Linked DNA regions of Mus musculus: regions 1, 3, 4, 5 and 6 are each linked to region 2. A link is a contact called in public promoter capture Hi-C data. All regions are on one chromosome and are shown on one strand. The core of a region is the stretch at or near the end of the contact, and the rest is flanking DNA. Distances in the headings are between cores, read along the strand shown. Region 1 holds the start of Metrn (meteorin, glial cell differentiation regulator). Region 2 holds the start of Pkd1 (polycystin 1, transient receptor poteintial channel interacting). Region 3 holds the start of Chtf18 (CTF18, chromosome transmission fidelity factor 18). Region 4 holds the start of Ciao3 (cytosolic iron-sulfur assembly component 3). Region 5 holds the start of Mettl26 (methyltransferase like 26). Region 6 holds the start of Rhot2 (ras homolog family member T2).

Region 1 (3,804 bases), core at 492-2,991, 1.2 Mb before region 2:
TATTTTACTTATTTATTTATTTCATATATATGAGTATACTGTCACTGTCTTCAGACACACCAGAAGAGGGCATCAGATCCTATTACAGATGGTTGTGAGCCACCATGTGGTTGCTGGGAATTAAACTCAGGACCTCTGGAAGAGCAATCAGTGCTCTTAATCGCTGAGCCATCTCTCCAGCCCATATGTAATGTTTCTTCCAAGAACAGTCACACCACACTGTGTTTACTGATTCATCAGGAAAGTTCTGGTCACTCTCACCTTGTGTCATTTTGACTCTCTGGACTGGGGCAAGGAGCCATCTGAGCCTTCTTATTGGTCAAAGAGGGCCTGGGAGGCAAGGAGAAAGTAGTCAGTGTTTGAAGCTCCTCCCCAGATTGCCAGTGGGATCACTGGATCTCATCTGTCTCTGAGCGCAGGTCCAGGCCAACCGGAAGGGTTTCACTCGGAACCTGGAGGATCCAGAAACAGAGCCCTGGGGGTGGGAGAGAGAGAGAGAGAGAGAGAGAGAGAGAGAGAGAGAGATCCTTGGGGACCTGCCAAGGTTCTTCTTCTATTTTCCATCTCCTCCACCCTCCCTTCGGTCAGATCCAAAGGACAAGCTGCTCCAAGGAAGCTCTTCCCCATTGGGGGGTTTCACAGTGGCTCTATTTTATTTTAAGAGGTTCTCGGGGGGGGGGGGATAGGGGATTTTCAGAGGGGAAACCAGGAAAGGGGATAACATTTGAAATGTAAATAAAGAAAATATCTAATAAAAATATTTTTTTAAAAATGAACAACAAACAAAACAAAACAAAAAAAAGAGGTTCTCATGTAGCCCACACTGTCCTTGAATTCACTATGGAGCCAAGGATGCCCTTGAACATCTGAGCTGCTTCCTTTACTTCCTGCCCGCTGGGATTACAGGCAAGACCCACTACACTCTCAGTTTAACATTATTTTAAAGATCAAAGCCAGGGGTGTATGCCTGTGTGGTAGGTGCTCTATAACCTAGCTACATCCTCAGGCTGCCTGGGATATCTTTCTGATTCCCTTTCGGTTGATCTTGACTGTAGGAATGGCCTGTACTTTGGCACCGGCAGACTACCAGGCTTTGTCAGTCAGGTGGGTCCCTAGGCAGGTCCTCTAGAACGCCTCATTTTTTTCTTAGTATCCATTTAACATTGGAGGAGTGTGTAGTTAGGTCTGAGAATGTATGGTGGCAGAAGGAGATCCACACTACCCACGCTACTCCTTCCAGACCTAGCCAGTATTCTTTCTTTTCCCCAAACCGAAGGTTTGGCCTAGCTCCATGCTCCAGGCCCTCTGTACCCTCCCTTATGAGATGCAGTAACACAGGGGTTTTAATCTCTTTTCCTTAAGTACCAGCAGCAGGATACCAGTGTTCAGATTTTGGCTGCAGACTCTACTACTTCTCTTACAAAGTCCCACTGCCCCGAGGTCCACTGAAGGTAAGGGGTGGACAGCCTTCCAGATTCCAGTCGACAGCGAACCCCACCAACCCACCAAACGTTCCTATTGGGGATCTCCAAATGGGGAAACAGGAGCGCTTTCTACATCAACCCTGCCTTGGACCGAGCTCCCGCCTTGAGCCCGCCCCACCCCCTCGAGGGTGCTGCAATTGGAGGAAAGTTCTGCGGCTTGTGGCGATTGGTCCGAGAGCAAAGGCCCCGCCCCCTAGCCCCGGAGCTCAGAGGGGGCAGCGGCGAGGGGTCGCCGGTTGTGGGGACGCGCCGGGCCGGGCAGCCGCGCCGCGGGCTGCTCGCGCTGCGGCCCCGACCCTCCCGGGGCAGCAGTCCGAGGCCCCGGCGCGTCCCCTAACCATGCTGGTAGCCACGCTTCTTTGCGCGCTCTGTTGCGGCCTCCTGGCCGCGTCCGCTCACGCTGGCTACTCGGAAGACCGCTGCAGCTGGAGGGGCAGGTACCAGGAGGGACTGCGGGGAGGGTTGTGGGTTTATTTATTTATTTATTTTATTTTATTTACTTCTTGGGTTGGAGGGTTCCCTCCCACTTGGAACTGAGGAAACGCAGACTTCAATGTCCTGTTACACAGAGTAGAAGCAGATGTTGGTAGCCGCGGGAAAAGGGATGAGCGGGCTAGGGAACGAGGGTCACCCACCTGAGAACCACCGTCCTGTCCCCAGCGGTTTGACCCAGGAGCCTGGCAGCGTGGGGCAGCTGACCCTGGACTGTACTGAGGGCGCTATCGAGTGGCTGTACCCAGCTGGGGCGCTGCGCCTGACCCTGGGCGGCCCCGATCCGGGCACACGGCCCAGCATCGTCTGTCTGCGCCCAGAGCGGCCCTTCGCTGGTGCCCAGGTCTTCGCTGAACGTATGACCGGCAATCTAGAGTTGCTACTGGCCGAGGGCCCGGACCTGGCTGGGGGCCGCTGCATGCGCTGGGGTCCCCGCGAGCGCCGAGCCCTTTTCCTGCAGGCCACACCACACCGCGACATCAGCCGCAGAGTTGCTGCCTTCCGTTTTGAACTGCACGAGGACCAACGTGCAGAAATGTCTCCCCAGGCTCAAGGTCTTGGTGTGGATGGTGAGTGATTATGAGACTGGCTGGGTGTCAGAAATTGGCCCTCCACACTGACCTGATGGGACTGGGCCTTGCCACCCCATTGCATGGAGAGTCCTTCTGTAGCTTGACAGAGGCCACTCCGGTGGAGAGCATAGTGGCTTCCAGGTCGTAAGGAGGTGAGTTGGAAGTGCCCCCGCCTTTCTCTCCTCCTCCTCTTAAAAGATTCGGTTTAGGAAAAGAGCAGGAGGGGGCAAATGCCCGAGAGGCCAGCCCTGGGTCTCTGGTTTCTGAAGGATTGGGGGAAGGGTTAAGCTGAGGCAGAATCAAAGCCTATGGCCAAGGCTGTCCAGGGCTCCCTGGCCTGGTGGTGACCTCCTTCCCCTCCCCCCAAGCCCAGCCAACAAAAGTCCAGTGTGCCTCTTCGTCACCATGGAGACTGCCTGCCCTGCCTCCCTGCAGGGCACCAGGCCCAGTGCTTTGCTCTTCTGGAACTTGTAGCCTGACCCTGCAGGGAATGAATGGCTCTCTGACTGTTCTGCCCTAGCTAGAGACCCCCCCGAACTGGAGTCCACTAGAATATCCCTAGCTAGAGCTGGGAGGTCACAGAACGTTTCCCAGTGTTAGTCTGAGTTTATGAGATGGTACCAAGCCTGTGTATGAGGCACTGAGGTGCCCATCAGTAGGCATGTACCTGCAGGGTGTCTTCAGGCTATAGGATGCTGGGAGAAGGGTTTAGTCTCTTGCTCCTGTACCTTTTCCTCTTGGGAGGAGCTGTGGGCTCGTGCTGAGAGATCACAGGCCTGGCTGATGACCTGCCTTGCATGCTAGGTGCCTGCAGGCCCTGCAGTGATGCCGAGCTCCTCCTGGCTGCATGCACCAGTGATTTTGGTGAGTGTTTCTGTTGCGGGAGAGCTTAGGGTCTGCCTCACATTCCCACGTGCCCACCACTGGCCACCATGTCTCCTCGTAGTGATCCACGGGACCATCCATGGGGTCGCCCATGACACAGAGCTGCAAGAATCAGTCATCACTGTGGTGGTTGCTCGTGTCATCCGCCAGACACTGCCACTGTTCAAGGAAGGGAGCTCGGAGGGCCAAGGCCGGGCCTCCATTCGTACCTTGCTGCGCTGTGGTGTGCGTCCTGGCCCAGGCTCCTTCCTCTTCATGGGCTGGAGCCGATTTGGCGAAGCTTGGCTGGGCTGTGCTCCCCGCTTCCAAGAGTTCAGCCGTGTCTATTCAGCTGCTCTCACGACCCATCTCAACCCATGTGAGATGGCACT
Region 2 (3,551 bases), core at 360-2,859:
CTGGATTACAGAGTGAGCTCCAGGACAGCCAGGGCTATACAGAGAAACCCTGTCTTGGGGGAAAAAAACAAAAACAAAACAAAACAAAACAAAAAAAAAACCGGTTGGAATCAGTTAATCCTGAGACAAATTACTGCAGTCTGCAATCTCCTCTTAACATTTTTGATCCAACCCTGGTTGCCAACACTGCAAAGGTCCAAACCTAAGCTATGATGTCTAGGCTGTGATACCTTGAAAATACATCGCATCTCCAAGCTTCTTTCCTCACCTGTAAAACAGAGGTCTGGCTCTACGCCAGAGAACTGGACTAAGAATTAAGTGTGATAATCTATAAAAAGAGACTAGTTAAGCCTGGTTCAAGATGTTGATCTCTCAGTGAGATTTGCCTGTTACTTTCAGAAGGCAAAACTGCCGAAATGGCAAATGTTTTAACCCCTCCTGGCAATTTCCCCTCCCTAAGTACCACTAGAGGCCCACATCCATCACACCCTCTACTCCCTAACACTTCTCCAGCAGTCACTATGTGTGGCCAACCTCAGGCCAGGCCGCTGGACCAACCTTTTGTCCCTTAAACATAGTCAATTCTTACACATCCATAAAATTCTTGTCGAGACTCTTCCCCTAGAGGCCAGCTCTGAGCCCCAACAGAAATCTCCAACCCCAGGATACACCTCAATTAGTCTCTAATTAACGTTTATTCCGCAACCTCCTACCACGCCCCACGCACTGTTGTAGCTCCTGTTTGAGGAGCCCCGCAACGTAAAACGTCAGTCTTCGTAGGAACTGGGATTTTTGGCTACTCTTCTGGGTCACGCCGGCTGAGGTCCAAGGTTTTCCTTATTTAGTCGGGCCGACATCCCTGCTGGAGCCTCGCCCTAGGAGCGGCCAGGCCCCGCTGCGTCTTGCGGCCCGAGCTCAGGACCGCGCCCACGCTCTGCGGCCGACAGCCCGGCAAAGCTCCAGAAGGGCTCTATCTACCTCAGCCCTGCTCCCGCCGGACCCAGTCATGATGCTCTAGCCAGGCCGCCCGCCGCCATGGCAACCGCCTGCCCGCCTGCACTGCCTCGGCGCAGCTACTCACAGCGCGGTGGCGTCAGCCGGGATGCGCAGACTCGGCCCTAGCGTCTGCAGCCAGCGGCCGGAGCAATTGACGCGGCAGGCGGCGTCGGGCGCAGGGCCGCAAAAGCAGGGGAGCGGGCAAGGCCCGCAGCCGCGCCCAGGGTCTCCGGCCAGCGCTCCGAGCCACAGGCCCAGGCCTAGGGCCAGCGCCAGGAGAGCAGGCGCGCCGAGCGGCATCGTCAGCGCAGCCCGCGCATGGCCCCGGTTCCCCGAGGCCCCTTGCGCCGGCAGCCGCAGTTCAGGAGGGGCCCGCGGACCTCATGGTGCGGCACGGGGCTGAATGCCGCGGCGGCCGTGGCCCGTCTGCGGTGCGACAGCTGCTCAGCGCTCTGGGGCAGGCCGCACCTCAGGGCCTTGGCCGCCTGCTCGCGCATTCGCGCTGCACTGCAGACCCAGCGCCAGCTCCTCCTCCTCCCCCACCTCCGGCGTGGGGCGGGGCGCCCTCAGACTCCGCCCCTGCGCTTCCAAGTTGGCTGTAGGTGGGACTGGATGAAGAGAAGGCCTTCACAGGCTCCGCCCTCTTCATTGCAGATCCTGCAGTAGGCGGGGCCTGAAGGAAGGGCGCCCTCAGAGGCTCCGCCCAGTGAGCGTGAGCCTTGGTGGGCGGGGTCTCACGGGAGGGGAGTCCTCCGGAGGCCCCGCCTTCTGCACCGCTGGGTCTGCTGCAGACCAGGCTTGAAGGTGGAGGAAGCTCCGCCCCCTCTGCTGCGGCGTTTCGAGCCCCGAGTCAGGCTGCGGTTTGAGCAGCTGCCCGCTTAGGCTGTCCCCTACCCACAACGGCTGGAGAGCTTATGGCTATTCACCCTGCTTTCCCGAGTTCCCCCTTGAAGTCCTCTGGCTGTTGAGGCCTTCTTGGAGTCAGTAGGTTTCTTCGCTCCTAGCCTTCTGCAATCAACAGTCACAATATTAAAAACACTAGTAGGTGCAGAAGAGAGGGCTCAGCACTGGGTGGTGGTGGCAAAGACTTTAATCCCAATACTCGGGTGGCAGAGGCAGGTGGATCTCTGAGTTCAGAGCCCAGCTTGGTCTACAGAGTGAGTTCCAGGACAGCTAGGGATATACCGAGAAACCCTGTGGAGGTGGGGGGTCGGTTAGCGGATAAAGGAAGCCTAATCAGCTGAGTCCTCTCCCGAAATCCACGTACACAAATCCAACTTATACAAAGTTGTCCTCTGGCCGCAACACCCTGGCCATAGCATGCGCTCTACACTGATAATAAATTAAAAAAACAAAACAAAACAAAAAACCCTGCGACCTACAGTTTCTGGGTGCCAGCTGTGCGAGCTTCCACTTCGCAAGTCTTCTCTGACCCTGGAGAGTACCGCCGACCTGAGTCAATAAATACTTGCTGCGTCATATCATGGACCTCTGCCAGAGCATGCTGCAGAGGCTCAGAAGTGATGCATGAGATTGAGCTCACCTGGAGTGGGTGCAGTTTAGCGCCGTGCCCTCCACCACTCCGCGCAGACCACCCTGCGGAGGTGCTGGGGAGACGCTGTACCACCCGCCCACCCGCCAAGCAGCTCCATCTCAGGCTTCAGTCTCCAGGTACTGTAGATCCTTGTGCGCAGGAGCTAAAGACAAAATTAAATTGAGAGAAAAGACTCCAACCATAGCACCGGGGAGTAATCCTTGAAAAAAATGTTTAGACGTCCAAATACCAAGAACTACACAGGAAATATTCAAAAAGGGAAAGAAAAATTAAATTAAAAAGGGAGAGAAAAGTCCACAAAGACAGGAAGTTGATGAGTGCCTTGAGACTGGAGGAAAGGGGTGGGACGTTCTTTGGGGCCAATAAGCATGTTTGTTCCGTAATTAGACGAGTGAATGAACAGCCTTATTAAATATATTGAAACGCACAGAAGCCGGGTGAGGTGGCACACGCCTTTAATCCCAGTACTCAGGAGGCAGGGGCAGGCAGATTTCTGAGTCCAAGGCCAGCCTGGTCTACAGAGTGAGTTCCAGGAAAGCCAGGGCTACACAGAGAAACCCTGTCTCGAAAAACAAACAAACAAACAAAACCAACTCACAGAGCATGCATGGTAGCATGCGCTTCTCAGGCCAGTACTCTAGAGTGAGAGGTTCCTAAAAGCTCCTGACCAGACTACTTAATTAATTTCTCACAGGACTTCCAAGGACACCCTTTTAACCTCTCTCAGCTCCTTCATGGATGAGAATAACAAATACCCATACAAAAAACATAACTTTTTTTTTAATTTTCTGAGGCAGGGTTTGACTGTATAGTGGTCCTGGATGTCCTACAACTCATTCTGTAGACCAGGCTGGCCTTAAACTCACAGAGATCATCTACCTACCTCTGCCTCCTGAGAGCTGGGATTAATGAGTAGTGACACCAGGCTTGGCTTAAATATTCTTAAAAACAATACTAGATATCACGCTTGGGGAATCGTATCTCAATTTTATGTTAGTAT
Region 3 (3,572 bases), core at 83-2,582, 1.2 Mb before region 2:
GCACATAAGCCTGGCACGGAGCTTCAGTTGAGAGGCCTGCTGGAGTAGGCTGTGAGCCTTGGGTCTCCACACAGCATCCCAGGAACTGGCCAGGACTTACCAGTGCCAGGTAGGCTTTGGTGACTCGCCGTTCCTTGAAGCATTTATAAGCACTGCCCGCAGCTGCCTTATTCAGGGCTACGCACAGTGCCCCACTGGTGGAGAAGTCCAGCTGGTGGCAGAACCTGGGAACGGGCAGAAGAGCAGCAGTGGCTGGACCCTGTGGTGCTCTGGTTAGCACCTTTGTGGCAGAGTCCAGTGTCCCAGCATCCTTTGGAAGGATGCTGCAGTGGGGCTCTCCATGTTGGCTGTGTACCTGAACCCATAGCAGGTGTCAGGGTCAGCCAGCTCTGGGAAGTGGTGTCGGAGCTGCTTCTGTAGGGTCAGGGTCTCCCGCCAGGTCTTGCTATCAATGCGCAGGTCCCAGTGCTTGTTCACCACCAGGAAGTCGCTGCTCTGGTACACGATGGACAGATTTTCCATGCTGCCAGGCTCCATGGTGGGGCTGCACGCAGGTGGGAGTGAGCCTGGGGTAGGAGGGTGCCTGACCTGGTCTTCAAGTACTGTACACACTTACTGGGGCCAGAACCTGCTGGAACCCTTTATGTCTTCCACAAGGGCCCATGCCAGGGGTGTCAGCTCCGGAATGGGAGTCTGGCCAAGGTCAGGTGATTCTGACTTGCCATGGACTCAGGGTTAGGGAGCTCTCCCTGACTTGAAGTGGAATAAACAGCCTGGTTGTCCAGCTCACGCCTACACACTTCACGCTAGGTTATTGCCCAGGACCACCCAGGACTTCAAGCGCTCCCTAACTTGCCTCCCACCAGCCTGTGACCACAGGCAGACCCTTTAGGACTTACCTGCAACAGGGCCAAGGGACCAGGATGTCAATTCTCAGCTCTGCATCCAACCTCGCTTCCCTATACTAGGAACCAGGTCTTGGCCTGGCTGGCGCGCAGCTCCGCCTTTTCACCCTGCCCATTCCACTTTCCTAATGGATGGTCGTACTGGCCAATGGCATTCCGGGCCTGGAGCTCCGCCCACTGAAGAATGGTAAGGCCCTACCCGAATAGTCTGCGCACGCGCTTTTTTAGTCCCACCTATTTCCCCGCCTCCCCCACGGATTACTTACTGTACAGGCCAATAGAAAGCGTTCTTGATCCTCCACTCCAACCATTGAACTATTATTCCTCTCCTCCCGCCCTCTGGGAGTAAGACCCGCCCTTCCCCGCTGGCCAATGGCGGGCGCCTCTGGGAACGTCGGCTGTTGATTGGCGGTATTGGAGGCTCTCGGGGCGGGGTAGCGCGCGGTGGCGGCGGCGCGGGAAGTTCTGAGGGACTCTGAGCTGTGGGAGTTGTGGTCTGGCTCCATGGAAGACTACGAGGAAGATCTGTATGGTGTGGAGGATGATTTCCAAAACCAGTTCGCAGCTGAGCTCGAAGTGCTGGCTGAGCTGGAAGGTGGGCGCGGGTCCTGGGTCGTGGCTGCATCCTGCTGCAGCATGGAGAGCTGTGTGGATGGGATTGGTAACGGCTGGGAGTTCGCTTCTTAATGTGTGTTGCTGCTATCAACCTCTGTCTCAGCAGGAACACGGGACCAGGCTCCTCCTGGGACCCTCCAAACTCCAGCGAGCCGCCCTCCGCTAACCTTCGAAGAGGCCATCGCTGGTGGGGACACTGTCCCGCGTCCCTGCCCTGCAGGGTCGCCAGGAAATGTCAACCGCAATACTAGAAAGAATGTTCGTAGGGACCAGCCCGCGCCCTCCAGTATGTCCGATTGGGGACTGAGCACTTAAAGTCGGGGAATTCTGAGGATCAGTTTTCTATTCTTTCACCTCTTTCTGCCTCTGTCTCTGCAGGCCCCATGGTCAAACGACCCAGGTTGGACGTGGTGAAGAAGCTGAACTTTGAGCCAGATATGGAGGAGCTCTTATATCCAGATTCCCCTCCTGGGGACATTACCCCTCCACCGAGTCCAGAGGTCTTCCCTGAGATGTTGGATGCTGGGTGTGTTGCTTAAGGGCATGTAATTCTGACTTGGAAAGCTGCCTGTCCCTGCATGAGGCTCTGGAAGTGGATGTCTATGGGACGGCAAGAGGAGTGAGTGTGGGTCAAGCACCCCATTTGAGAGTGACAGGGAGCTGCTTGTCTCTCCTAGGTATTCAGATGCTAATGCTGACAAAGACCTCATGCAGACATTGCCAAGTCCCCGAAATCGCAATCCTGTCCTGAGACGGCCTCCTATCTTAGAAGATTATATCAATGTGACATCCACAAGTGGAGAACGGGCCTTTTTGGTGCTTCGGGCTGACCTCATAGGCCCTGGGGTGCAGGTGTGTGGCCATAGCATGGGGTTTGCCATGGTATTGGTTCTTTTATGTTGCCAATAGGCTCTCAGCAGGTTCTGAGGCCAGTTTCACCTATCTGAATTGCTAGAAACAGGCACGCCAGGTAGTCCAGTGTTGGAAACAGCAGTGCTACTTTTGAGGCTACGTGGCCTTAGAGTGCCGCCTTGTACCCCATATATTAGCTTTCTGTTTTTCTTTTCCTCTTCACCTTAAAGCTGACTTCCCTTGGACCAGGCCCATCTGAGGGCCATATCCATCCCCTCTCTAATTAGGAAAGGTCATTTCTGTCCCTCTGTCAGCCTTTTTTGGGGGGTGGGGAGAGAAGGGCACTGTGGATGCCTCCATGACCTGGGAGGGTTATAGAGATGATAAATCTGTCTTGCCCAGAACCCTCTTCTAGATGTCCACTGGCGAGGCTGTGGCCAACTGGACCTGCTGGGTGTCCCCTTCGCCTCCCTGAAGGAGCAAGTTGATAGCAAGGTAGGTTTAGTGGAGTGGGGAGTTTATGTGTTGAGTCTAGTGCTGGCTGGACTTGTCCTGACCTCAGCCTATCCTGTTTTTATAGAGACGGCAACAACTGCTGGAGGATGCCCAACAGCTTTCAGACACTCTACACAGGTGACTCACACATGTCCCACCCCAGGAACCCTTTTCAGTTTGGACATATCTGGTGGGCATGGTCACTGTGTTCCCTCTGTGGTGAATCAGGACTTGCTTCTCTTCAGCCTCAGGTCTGAAGGAGAGGAGGCTGTGCTTGAAGGGCCCCCTGCGGAGGAGCCAGCCCCTGGCCAGAACACCGCTCAGCACTGCCTCTGGGTGGATGAGTTTGCACCTCAGCATTACACGGAACTGCTCAGTGACGATGTGAGCTCCCATTCTCACTCACGGGTGACTGGCTTGCTGTATCAGCAAGGGGAAGAGTCAAGGGTCCAGTTGATGTTTGTGTTGGTGGGCCATTGGTTGCTAAGGATGATGTTGGGACTCTGAGTCAGCACAAAACCTTTTTACTGCTAGTTGACTGTGACCTGCTGTGGGCTTTGTTAGAGGTCTGGATGTCCTAGCCCAGTGGTTCTCAACCTTCTGAACGCTGTGGCCCTTTATACACTTTCTCTGTTGTGGTGACCGCCAAACGTAAAGTTATTCTCATTACTGCTTCATAACTGTAATTTTGCTACTGTTATGAAT
Region 4 (3,542 bases), core at 286-2,785, 1.2 Mb before region 2:
ATGTGACCAGTGAGAGAGCTGGGGAGATGCAGTGAGTTTCAGGGTGGCCACATCTGCGACTGGGAAAGGCAGAAGAAGATGTGTGTTTCAGATCCACACCCCAGCCTCCCTCCCCCTCCTGCCACCGCCAGCCCCCAGCAGGGATGTGGTGAGACCTCAGGGTCCTTACTTGGTTCACTTGGAAGTAACTGCCATCGTCTTCAATGTGGATCTTGGCTATGCCACTTCCTGGCTTCTTAGCCACCTTTACAGGCTTGATGCAATTCTACACCAGGAAAGACCCCACACCAGGCTCTATTAGGAGAAAGCAACTTGGACGGGGGGTGGGGAGGGTGGGGAGTGGGGTGGGGGGCTGGGTATGGAGGGCCTCAGGGATGGTTGGCTACCGGCCATAGAGTGAAGCTCACCACCGAGGCCAATTCTACCACCTTCCTGCCACTGAAGCCATGCTGAGCTCTGGTTGCCCACCCTTCTCTGTACAAGGTGAGGAGAATGCCATCAAGGCCACTCTTTCTCCAGAATCACCATGAAATCTGCTACAAACTCTATATGCAAGCTAATGCAAGAAGCCCTGACTAGCCTGCCCTTCCTACGTGCACATAGCAGCACACCCCCGGAGATCAGAGTGTCAGAGGCCTGGCCAGACAGGAAGGCTTTCCTTGGAAACATCTAGAGGTCACCTCCATCCCACGACCACAGATGAAACTCCATGTCTCTCCCCTTCTCTTGGACATCTCCTGTTATCGCTTCCTGAACCTTGGTGGCTTTCCAGAAAAGGGCCAGTCTCGGGTAAGATGGCCCAGTTCATCCTGTCCGTGTGGCAGCTCAGCCCGTCTTTTATGGGTCATGGGACTTGGCTAGCTCTGGAGACAAAGGAAGACCCAGCAAGGGCAGCAGCTCCTGTTTTCAGGGCGGTCTGTCTGTATCCCTCTCTCTTCCTCGAGGCAACGTCAGGAACATTAGCTGTGGCTGTGGCCCAAGTGGACATCAAACCTGTCCCTTCAACATGGTCCCTGTCCACAGAGATGACAACTGGCTCTGAGAGAGGAGTGGGAAGGGATATCTCACAGGTGTGTGGAGGCTAACTCAGCCCCACCATGTCTCTGCATCACCAGCTGGGTGACACTACTACAACAGTAACTTAAGATCACATAACAACAAGTCCCCCCACCTTTTTTTTTTAAACACTAAACCTGCCTGTCACCACTAAACACTCCCATGGTCCCAGGGATCGCTCCGGGCCCAGTAACCGCGTTGTCTGGCCCTCCCTGGCCTCAGTTGTCTGTGTTTGTGAAAAGGGAACTAGACTGACTGAGGCCCTGGGTCCTGGGCCCTGGGAAAAGACACAGACGAGAGAGGTTTCCCGAGGTGCACGGCCAGGCTCGGACCCTCCTCCTGCCCGACTCGCCCTTGGCCGGCCCACCTGAGATGGCCCGATGAAGTCGTCCAAGTCGGTCAGCTGTAGTGCCCCACTGAAGGGCGACGCCATGACAGCCTCACTGCCGCCGAGTGTCACACGGGGGTGTCGCAAAATGACACCAAAATGACATGCAGTTCCGCCACTCTGCCGGAAAACGCAAATTCCAGCGCATGCTCATTTCTCTCCGTCAACAAGCTTTGAAAAGCGTGCGCGCCCTCTGCCGGCGGCCTTGAGCGCTCGGCCCAGCGGACTCAAGCTGCAAGTTCCACAGCACAGCGTTCGGTCTCCCTTGCGTCCCTTGGTTGTGGTGTAGCAGGGTAGCAAAGACAAATAACGCAAAGAATGTAACTAGAGACTCAGAGTCTCTCCCGCTTCCCGTAGGGGTCGGAATCCGGATTTCATTCATCACCTTGACCTAGCAATACTCAAGGAAGGTTCCAGATGCAGTGGGCAGGAGAACACAAAATTAACTTTGATTCACTGGAATGCCTTGGAATGGGCTTACCAAAAAATGAGATAGACAAGTGCTGTTGAGATGTTAAGACTGGAGTGTGGGAGAACATTTACAGAAGCAGGTTCTTGGACTGGACCAGGGCCAAAGGACAGTTTCTGTTTGCCAGGAGGATTCTTGTTTTAAATTGGATATTTTCTTTATTTACATTTCAAATGTTATCCCCTTTCCCAGTTTCCCTCCCTCCCTCCTGGAAACACCCTATCACATCCTCCCTTCCCCTGCTTCTGTGAGGGTGTTACTCCACCCACCCACCCTCTCTCCCCTCCCCTCCCTCAAAGTCCCCTACACTGGGGCATCTATCAAGCCTTCATAGGACCAAAGACCTCTCCTCCCATTGATGCATGACAAAGCCATCCTCTGCTACATATGCAGCTGGAGCCATGTGTACTCCTTTGTTGATGGTTTAGTCCCTGGGAGTTCTGGGGGGTCTGGTTGGTTGATATTGTTGTTCTTCCTAAGGGGTTTCAAACCCCTTCAGCTTCTCCAGTCCTTTCTTTAATTATTGAGGACCCCGTGCTCAGTCCAACAGTTGGCTGCCTAGCATCTGCCTCTGTATTTGTAAGCCTCTGGCAGGGCCTCAGGAGACAGCCATATCAGGCTCCTTTCAGCATGCACTTCTTGGCATCCACAATAGTGTCTGGGTTTGGTAACTGTATACAGGGTTGCTGGGAGGATTCTAATGCTGGAAGGAGGGTGATACATAGATCCCTGGAAATTCAAACTCACCACCACCACCACCAAACCCAAGTCTATTAGAACAAACCCAGTGGACGGCTGGCAGATGTGAGGCATATCCAAGGCCCAATAAGAGAGACAGAGCAGAATGGCCTGGAACAGTAGAAAGAATGAAGTCCTGGTGTAATGTAGGTGATCCCTGAAGACATTACAATCAGTGGATTTCATGAAGCCAGTCACAAAAGGCCACACGTGTGACACCATTCAGCAAAAATGTCCAGGACAGGCAAACCTGCAGATGGAAAGCTGACCTCAGGTGTGGAGAAGGTTTCTGATCAGGGTGGTTAGAAAAGTCTTTAGAATAGATGCTGCACACGTGAATGTCATTTTTCTTTTAAACAGAATAGGGTTTCTCTGTGTAGCCCTGACTGTCCTGGAACTCGCTTGGTGGACTAGGATGGCCTAGAACTCACAGAGATCCATTTGCCTCTGCCTCTGGAATGCTGGGATTAAAGGTGTGTGCCACCATGCCTGGCTTTGTAACATCATTAATGTCACCAAAATGTCTACTAGAAATGGTAACAATCAGGCTGAGACGAGAGTTTGTTTGTTTGTTTGTTTGTTTCTTTGTTTTCAAGACAGAGTTTCTCTGTGTATCCCTGGCTGTCCTGGAACTCACTTTGTAGACCAGGCTGGCCTCGAACTCAGAAATCTGCCTGCCTCTGCCTCCCAAGTGCTGGGATTAAAGGCATTCGATACCACACCCAGCTGAGATGAGAGTTGATGTAGTGTTTGCTGTGCAGACATGAGGAATGAGTTGAGTGTGACTTGTAACATTAATGTAAAAGCTGAACACAGTGACATGTGCTGCCTGTAATCCCACTGAGAGGGTAGAGACAGGGAGAGCCCTGGGGCCCATGGCCAGCCACTAGC
Region 5 (3,339 bases), core at 248-2,747, 1.3 Mb before region 2:
TATTCTTTCCGAAAAATCAGGCACTTGTTGTTGGCTGGCATGTCCACCTGGAAAAACGCTTTGCTGGAGTGACTTGGTTTTTTTTTTGTTGTTGTTGTTTTTGGTTTTTTCGAGACAGGGTTTCTCTGTGTAGCCTTGGCTGTCCTGGAACTCACTCTGCCTCCCAAGTGCTGGGATTACAGGCGTGCGCCACCATGCCAGGCTGGAGTGACTCTTAATCACAGGGAGGCTCCCCACCCCCACATCGCCCTGCCTACCATCCTCTCCAGGACCAAGCCACTGGCCTGGCCTAGTTCCTCCAGAAGGACTGTGTCACGAAGCCCCCACTCTGGGTTCCTGCAGTTGGGGAGGAAGGTAGAAGGCATTTGCAGAGTTGAGGTTATGATCCCGCCTACCCTCTCTCTGAGCCAAGCTACCTCCTAGCCAGATCTGACCTGCATCTGAGGGTCAGGTCAAAGTCCACGTTGCTCTGGGGAGAGATCTTCCCATTGACGGCATAGGGCTGTGAGAACAAGACACAATACATAGGCCCAAAGTCAGTCGTTCCCACACAGCTAGTTTGCAGGATAGGATGGAGTTCTTTCCATAGGAGTATAGAAAGAATAACTTTTTTCTGCACTCAAGAAGGAAAAGGGCTAGCTAGGTCCCGGGCCCTGGGCTTCAAGAGTGGGGAAACACCCAAGGCTGATAGGGGTGTCTTAAGGTAGGGTCACTCACCCCGTAGGTGATCAGCACAGCCTTGGTTTTGAGCAGGTGTCCTGCTGCTCTAAAGAGCCCCTGCAGAGGAAGGCAAGTAGGGCACAGTAAGCCGGGAGCTGGAGACTCATGCTTTCCTCTTTGCAACGTGAAAGCTGGGCTCCACAGTGGTCCCCACCTCTGTGCAGTTCAGGGGGCTGATGTGGATCATATTGATGCAGAGCAACAGGTCCAGCGATCGGGGTGGGATGCCGCCCCATTGCTCCCACTCCCAGGTCACGTCCAGGTACAGCGGAGCCTTCACATTGGACAACCCTTGGGCTCGGGTGGTGGCGGCAATGCTGTGGAGAGCAGCAGCGCATGGGCAAGGGCTGACGAGGCCCCTCAGTGATCGGGGTGTGGGGGGAAAGTCCTGAGGAGCAGCAAGCGGGTATCTTTGTCGACCCTACAGCCCATTGCTTCTACTACCTCAGTCTGGCACCCAAACCTAGGCCTGTCCTGATTTCCGGTCTGCCAGCCCCGCCGTTCACTCAGCCCCAAGCGGCCGCAAGGGAAAGACACCGCGCCGCCGCACCTGTCCAGGCAGCGTTGGTCCACGTCCGACGGCTGCCACTCGGCATTCGGGAAGGCCTGTGCAAAGTGTGCCGCGTGCTGTCCAGAGCCCGAGGCCACCTCGAGCACGCGAACACAGCGCTGGGCAGGATCCACATACTGGCGGAGTACGGACAGGATGGGCTCCTTGTTTCTCTCAGCAGCCGCAGCCATCATCATCGCAGCGGTGCGGCCAGCCCCAGCCAGAATGCGCGCGGGGCACCACGGGAGCTGTGGTCCAGCTCCTGCGCGGGGCACTACGGGAGTTGTGGTCGAAAGGGCCAGCCGCTTGCAACAGTATAACTGTTAGGAGGCCTCTCAACTCCTAAAAGGGTTTGCATCTGCGGGAAACTGATTCCGGCGGCCGGGATTTAGCGGTGACTTCGGACAAGGAACAAGGCTCGAGTAGAGGCTATGGTTTCCTGGAGTCTTTCAGCTGTATTTGTTTAAAAGCTCATTTGTTGCGTTTGCGCCTCACCTTTTTTGGAATGGTGTTTAAGATTGCAAGGCATCCTTCCTTTTCAGAGATGAACGGGAAAATAAAAAGAACATGCGCCGCCCGGGAATCGAACCCGGGTCGCAAGAATGGGAATCTTGCATGATACCACTACACCAGCGGCGCTGTTGAGCGAGACTGCAGTCCGTAGGGCATACGAATTGTGACGCAAGCATGTTAATGTAACAGCATTATGCCTGTGTCTTTTCTGTTGCGCTCCGTTTCTCTATTGGCAAGCGTTTGCAGAACAACATATCCCACCAGATCCCAAAGTGTTGTTGCTGTCGTCCAAGGGAAAGGAGAAAATGTGGGTACCGTGAGATTTATAGACAGGATTTGGTTCTGCGCCATGGAAACCATAGCGGTCGCGATCTCTTGGAAGCCTGAGGTCGCGCTCAGGTCCTGAGGTTCAACAAGCCAAGCCTTGTGGGCATGGGCGGTAACAGAATGGAGCTTGGGGAACCCAGATGCAGGAATCCTCGGGTCTGGGACACTTTGGGCTCAGATGAGCTTTGTGTGACGCTGAGACGGCTGGCATTAGCTCGAGGTCCACGGATAGATAGCAGGAGGCGGTCAGTGACTATTGAAATGAAATTCGAAGCGACAAGTGCACGGACAAGGGTACTTCTCTGATTCTCACCTTTGTGTGGTTTGAAGTGGTTCATTTCTCACAGGGGCTGGATTTTAGAAAATGTCCGAGACGTTCACGCTTGATTGCCAACAGTTAGTTCAAAGGTTGCGTGGGCTACTCTGCCCCATACTACATCATGGAGCTCAGGGTTAAACATGGCTCCTGCTTGGGGCTGTGTTTGAGGTGTCTATTCAGCCGGAGTGACCAGGGGTGTGAGTGTAGTCAAACTGTTAAACTATGTGAGTGACATGGCCCAAGGATGAGATATAGGGTGGCCACTCTAGAAATGCCTCTGAAAAGTTATCAGTCCAGACTCGGGGAAAGTCCTGAAGTCCAACCCCTCACCCACTCTGAGCAGCCCCTGACAGATGGTTATGGATGTCTGACATTGGTAGTGACCTTGACTGGACCTGAGTCAGACTCTCCCTTTTACAGCCTCAGCCTCTGCATACCTGGCTTGCTTTTCCCATAGATTATTCGTGGGATTTTGGGCAGAGGAGCTGGGGGTGTGAGCATCTTCCATATGTCCAAGTTCAGGAGAGGTCGTGGATGATTCTTTCTCTCCATCAAAGTGCAACACTGTTCTAAACATGCCCTGTCTCAAGGAGAGCCCCTGGAAGAGGGCCTGGGACAGCCAGGGAGCTACTTAAATTTCAACTGGGGCCTGTTGGTGGTGGTACTGGAGAGTCAGAGGCTAGTCCACAGTGAGAGAAACTGTCTGGAAAACAAAACAAACAAAACAAAACAAAGAATCAAAATTAATTCTTTTTTTTTTTTTTTTTTTTGGTTTTTCGAGACAGGGTTTCTCTGTATAGCCCTGCCTGTCCTGGAGCTCACTTTGTAGACCAGGCTGGCCTCGAACTCAGAAATCTGCCTGCCTCTGCCTCCTGAGTGCTGGGATTAAAGGCATGCGCCACCACGCCGG
Region 6 (3,692 bases), core at 1,009-3,508, 1.3 Mb before region 2:
TGTACCTCACACGGAGGTGGTTGGGTCAAGTGGGCTTGGGCAGAAGACAGTTGTTCCCGTGTGGGCAGCCTGGCTTGGAGATCTGAGTGGGAAAGGCCCAGATGGGCATCCCCTCAACTGTCCTGGGGTCCCACAGGTAAACGAGGTGGTCTTCAGCCCCGGTGAGTCTCACTGTGCCACCTGTGGTGAGGATGGGAGCGTGAGGGTGTGGTCTTTGGCCAGCATGGAGCTGGTGATCCAGTTTCAGGTGCTGAACCAGGTAGGTTGGGAGATCTGGTGGGGGGGGGGAGGGTGTCGGTCATGTGCTCGGCTCCCTCTGTCCTCTTCCTTCCTGGGGCCATGCTGATTTCTCCTCCATGCAACACTAGAGCTGTCTCTGCCTTGCGTGGACGCCCCCGTCCTGTGAACTCCCAGAGCAGCAGCAGGTGGTGGCCGGCTACAGCGATGGCACACTTCGAGTCTTCAGTATCTCTCGTACAGCAATGGAACTCAAGATGCACCCCCACCGGACCGCTCTGACAGCCATCGCCTTCTCCACCGACGGTGAGCAGACGCGGCCACAGAGTCACGTGCCCACCTCAGCTAGCCTGCACCACACTTCCAGGTTGTGGGTTGGGCTCACATAATGGCATCATAGTCTCCATCTGCCACAGGTCAGACCATCCTATCTGGAGATAAGGACGGACTTGTGGCTATAAGCCACCCCTGCACAGGAATGACCTTCCGTGTGCTCAGTGACCACCGGGGTGCTCCAATTTCTGCTATCCAGAGCACGAGCAAAGAAGTAAGGCAAGCTCAGGTGATGGTGGGGAGGGGTTTGGGGTGCTGTGGGCAGGCAGCAGATTCTCACATCCCTCATTTCTCCCAGTATGGAGACCTAGGGGTAGAGGGTGTAGAACTGTGGCTGGCTGCAAGTGGGGACCAACGTGTCAGCATCTGGGTCTCTGACTGGCTCCGGGACCGCTGTGAACTCCTGGAATGGTTGAGCTTTCCTGCACCTGCTGTCTCAGAGGTAAGAGTTCCACGGTCATGTGGGTGGGGATTGGAGTCTGCACAACCCAGCACAACATACTGCTTTCCACAGGCTCCAGGCCTCCTGCCCCCCTCTCTTGCTGCCTTCTGCCCTTGGGATAAGGCGATACTGGTGTGTGTGGGCCTGGGTGCACATGAGGAGGTCATCTTCTACAGCCTCCGTCAGAAGCAGGTTTGTGCGATCACTGCTCTGTAGGTGGACATCCAGGGCTGTGTCATAGGGTTAGAAGGCCATGGAGCCTGGGCTTTGTCCCTGGCAGGAGACCTCAGTGTCATATTGTTTTCCTACAGGTGATACAGAAGACACCTCTGCCCTTCTTTGCCATGTCTTTGAGCCTGTCCCCAGGATCTCAGCTCATGGTGGTTGGTTTTGCTGGTGAGTGCTGGTCGACACACATAGAGAGGGCAGCTTTGACAGTCCTCAGCCATAGCAGGTTTGGGGGCGTAGATGTCATGGCCCTGCTCCCCTCAGCAAGGTTCCCAGCAAGGTGTCAGTACTCAGAGCACCCTGTCATCTACCCACAGAGTGCATGATGAGGCTCCTAGACTGTGCGTCAGGGACTGCCCAGGACTTGGAAGGCCATGATGACTCGGTCCACCTGTGTAGGTTCACTCCATCTGGCAGACTGCTCTTCACAGCTGCTCACAACGAGATCCTGGTGTGGGAAGTCACCGATCCCTGAGCTATTGCTAGGAACATAGGCAGAAAAGCCAGACTGTGGATTGCTGTATGCCGAGCCAGGATGGCTGGGACAGGCTTCAGAACTGCATTGTTTGGAATTTGGGTGAAATCTGAAAAGATTCAAGGAGGCTGAGGGTGTGGCAGTGACTTAGAATCTGTGAAGTGTGGTTTTGACCCTCAGAACCACTCCCTCCTACACAAAACTTGGCATACTGGGTTGTTTTTCACATGAAGGTTGTTTTATTGTTTTTATTTTGTACAGTTTAAGGAAATAAACACTGGCATTTATTATAGCGATACATTGTTTTATTGTCCCATAAATTGTGTCTTTGCATCACTTCTGGCCTGAGCTCACCCTTTCCTCCCGAGGAGCCCGTTGAGTCTGAGTTGTTTGCACCACCTGCAGAGTCAGGAACACTCTACTGGCAGGCGGGCGCGGGCGCCTTGCCTTAGCCCAACCACTAGCTGGTGCTGTGTGGGCGGGACCGGAAGCTTGGGTGAGGGCGGTACTGAAGACAGGAAGTGCGGGGGCCTGAGCGGGTTGAAGGAGAGGGTTGGGGTTGGGATTGGGTCTACTTGGGCCGGGCCGGGCCGGGAGGGGTGGGTTTGGGGTGCTGCTGCGGGCAGCAGCCATGCGGCGCGATGTTCGCATCCTGCTGCTGGGCGAGGGTAGGTGCGCTGGGGCCGCGGGAAGACCGGTAGGGTCGCCGTGACCTCGGCGGTGCTCCTGACTACTGTTCCCTCTCCCCGCGCAGCCCAGGTGGGGAAGACGTCTCTGATCCTGTCGCTGGTCGGCGAGGAGTTTCCCGAGGAGGTGCGCGGGGCGGACTGGGCACTTAGGGCGGATGCCAGGCTCTGGGCAGCCGCTCCGCATTCAATACTGACCCACCTGTTGCAGGTCCCTGCCCGCGCGGAGGAGATAACCATCCCCGCCGACGTCACCCCGGAGAAGGTGCCCACTCATATCGTGGATTACTCAGGTATCTATCTCCAAATGCTGCCCCCCAGCCGGTGTGTATTGAGCCTGCAGCCGGTCTGAATCGAGCGCAACAGCCATTCTACATAGCATTCTTTTTCCTTTTAGAAGCGGAGCAGACAGAGGAAGAACTTCAGGAGGAGATCCACAAGGTGCGGTGCATCTTGCAGGCCCTTGGGTACTGAGCCCAATTCTTTGGTCCTAACTTGCTGCCATCTAGTCTTAATCGGCTTCCTTTCCTGGCGGCTGGATTAGGTGACTCTGCTTGACCCTGATAATTCAGCTGTGACCTTCACGGCTGAGTATTGTTGGCTTTTCCAGATCATAGCTTTCTGGGAATCAGGACCTGGCCAGTACTGCCATTAGTGATCCATCCCAGGGTCTGAGGGGAGCAGACACACACACACACACACACACACACACACACACACACCCTTCATTGCTTTTCCTTAACATACTTCGGTTCCCCAGTACTATTCCTCCCTAGGCTGTAGTGGATGCCATCTTAACTAGGCGTTCCCTGATGCCAGAGTTTACTATGTTCCTGAATGCAGTCCTTCAGCCTTCTTTGTGTCCTATAGGTGCAGGTCACTTGGTCACTTGGTCAGGGTGCAGTGTCTCCTTGCTTGCATCTGCAGCATCCTTGCTGCTTGTACTGAGATAGAAAGTGAGAGAGACCTGCCTTGGGACTGTAACCTGCGTGTGATAGGTCTGTCATAAGTCCAGGATGTGCTGTCTAGAGCCATGGTGCTAGGGTCTGGTGTCTCTTAGGGAGTGTTGGCAGGGAGAGGCCTGCTTGGCAAAGGTGGACTTTCCTGGCCTCAGAGCCCTACCCATCCTGCTGTGAGCACCCGGGACATGGCCAGGAGTGGCCTGTACTGTCCATAGTGAGCCGGCAGACTATGCTTACCCTGTGCCTTGCTTTCCTTTAGGCAAATGTAGTGTGTGTGGTGTACGATGTGTCTGAGGAGACCACCATTGAGAAGGTAAGCAAGAGGGGAT

The links. Promoter capture Hi-C pulls out the DNA fragments that hold promoters and counts their contacts.
Region 1: a promoter capture Hi-C map of pre-B cells shows a contact between it and region 2, with 2.4 times the contacts expected there. The contact joins the promoter of Metrn here to the promoter of Pkd1 in region 2. A contact is called at or near these places in 3 of 39 promoter capture datasets (the 3T3-L1 cell line, hippocampal neurons and pre-B cells) and 2 of 115 datasets of contacts at active chromatin or transcription factors (large pre-B cells and pancreatic cancer cells).
Region 3: a promoter capture Hi-C map of pre-B cells shows a contact between it and region 2, with 4 times the contacts expected there. The contact joins the promoter of Chtf18 here to the promoter of Pkd1 in region 2. A contact is called at or near these places in 3 of 39 promoter capture datasets (embryonic stem cells, hippocampal neurons and pre-B cells).
Region 4: a promoter capture Hi-C map of pre-B cells shows a contact between it and region 2, with 4 times the contacts expected there. The contact joins the promoter of Ciao3 here to the promoter of Pkd1 in region 2. A contact is called at or near these places in 3 of 39 promoter capture datasets (the 3T3-L1 cell line, liver and pre-B cells), 1 of 484 Hi-C or Micro-C datasets (B cells) and 1 of 115 datasets of contacts at active chromatin or transcription factors (pancreatic cancer cells).
Region 5: a promoter capture Hi-C map of liver shows a contact between it and region 2, with 2.0 times the contacts expected there. The contact joins the promoter of Mettl26 here to the promoter of Pkd1 in region 2. A contact is called at or near these places in 3 of 39 promoter capture datasets (embryonic stem cells, hippocampal neurons and liver).
Region 6: a promoter capture Hi-C map of pre-B cells shows a contact between it and region 2, with 5 times the contacts expected there. The contact joins the promoter of Rhot2 here to the promoter of Pkd1 in region 2. A contact is called at or near these places in 6 of 39 promoter capture datasets (the C10 cell line, cranial neural crest, hippocampal neurons and 2 more), 1 of 484 Hi-C or Micro-C datasets (B cells) and 1 of 115 datasets of contacts at active chromatin or transcription factors (pancreatic cancer cells).

The regions. Positions count from the first base shown.
Region 1 is chr17:25,794,982-25,798,785 of GRCm38.p6, reverse strand. Metrn (meteorin, glial cell differentiation regulator) reads left to right here and starts at 1,741. Exons shown (of 4, transcript NM_133719.2): 1 at 1,741-1,921; 2 at 2,145-2,545; 3 at 3,353-3,412; 4 at 3,495-3,804. The coding sequence starts at 1,824.
Region 2 is chr17:24,548,008-24,551,558 of GRCm38.p6, reverse strand. Pkd1 (polycystin 1, transient receptor poteintial channel interacting) reads right to left here and starts at 1,609. Exons shown (of 46, transcript NM_013630.2): 1 at 1,082-1,609. The coding sequence starts at 1,296. It overlaps LOC115488769 (a long non-coding RNA gene), which reads right to left and starts at 1,075. Exons shown (of 2, transcript XR_003952238.1): 1 at 1-1,075.
Region 3 is chr17:25,725,175-25,728,746 of GRCm38.p6, reverse strand. Chtf18 (CTF18, chromosome transmission fidelity factor 18) reads left to right here and starts at 1,332. Exons shown (of 22, transcript NM_145409.2): 1 at 1,332-1,500; 2 at 1,627-1,806; 3 at 1,899-2,046; 4 at 2,198-2,372; 5 at 2,775-2,867; 6 at 2,953-3,005; 7 at 3,113-3,251. The coding sequence starts at 1,410. Rpusd1 (RNA pseudouridylate synthase domain containing 1) reads right to left here and starts at 1,030. Exons shown (of 6, transcript NM_028009.4): 1 at 900-1,030; 2 at 356-544; 3 at 101-224. The coding sequence starts at 537.
Region 4 is chr17:25,771,769-25,775,310 of GRCm38.p6, reverse strand. Ciao3 (cytosolic iron-sulfur assembly component 3) reads right to left here and starts at 1,535. Exons shown (of 11, transcript NM_026238.4): 1 at 1,424-1,535; 2 at 170-265. The coding sequence starts at 1,489. It overlaps Gm41550 (a long non-coding RNA gene), which reads right to left. Exons shown (of 3, transcript XR_876684.1): 3 at 2,767-2,901.
Region 5 is chr17:25,873,658-25,876,996 of GRCm38.p6, reverse strand. Mettl26 (methyltransferase like 26) reads right to left here and starts at 1,497. Exons shown (of 6, transcript NM_026686.2): 1 at 1,271-1,497; 2 at 875-1,037; 3 at 718-777; 4 at 435-502; 5 at 258-336; 6 at 1-47. The coding sequence starts at 1,467. n-TGccc7 (a tRNA gene) reads right to left here and starts at 1,909; the gene lies at 1,839-1,909.
Region 6 is chr17:25,843,091-25,846,782 of GRCm38.p6, reverse strand. Rhot2 (ras homolog family member T2) reads left to right here and starts at 2,258. Exons shown (of 19, transcript NM_145999.3): 1 at 2,258-2,383; 2 at 2,470-2,528; 3 at 2,613-2,694; 4 at 2,799-2,842; 5 at 3,623-3,676. The coding sequence starts at 2,347. Wdr90 (WD repeat domain 90) reads left to right here. Exons shown (of 41, transcript NM_001163766.1): 35 at 137-259; 36 at 369-543; 37 at 654-784; 38 at 869-1,012; 39 at 1,085-1,204; 40 at 1,324-1,408; 41 at 1,558-2,049. The coding sequence ends at 1,715.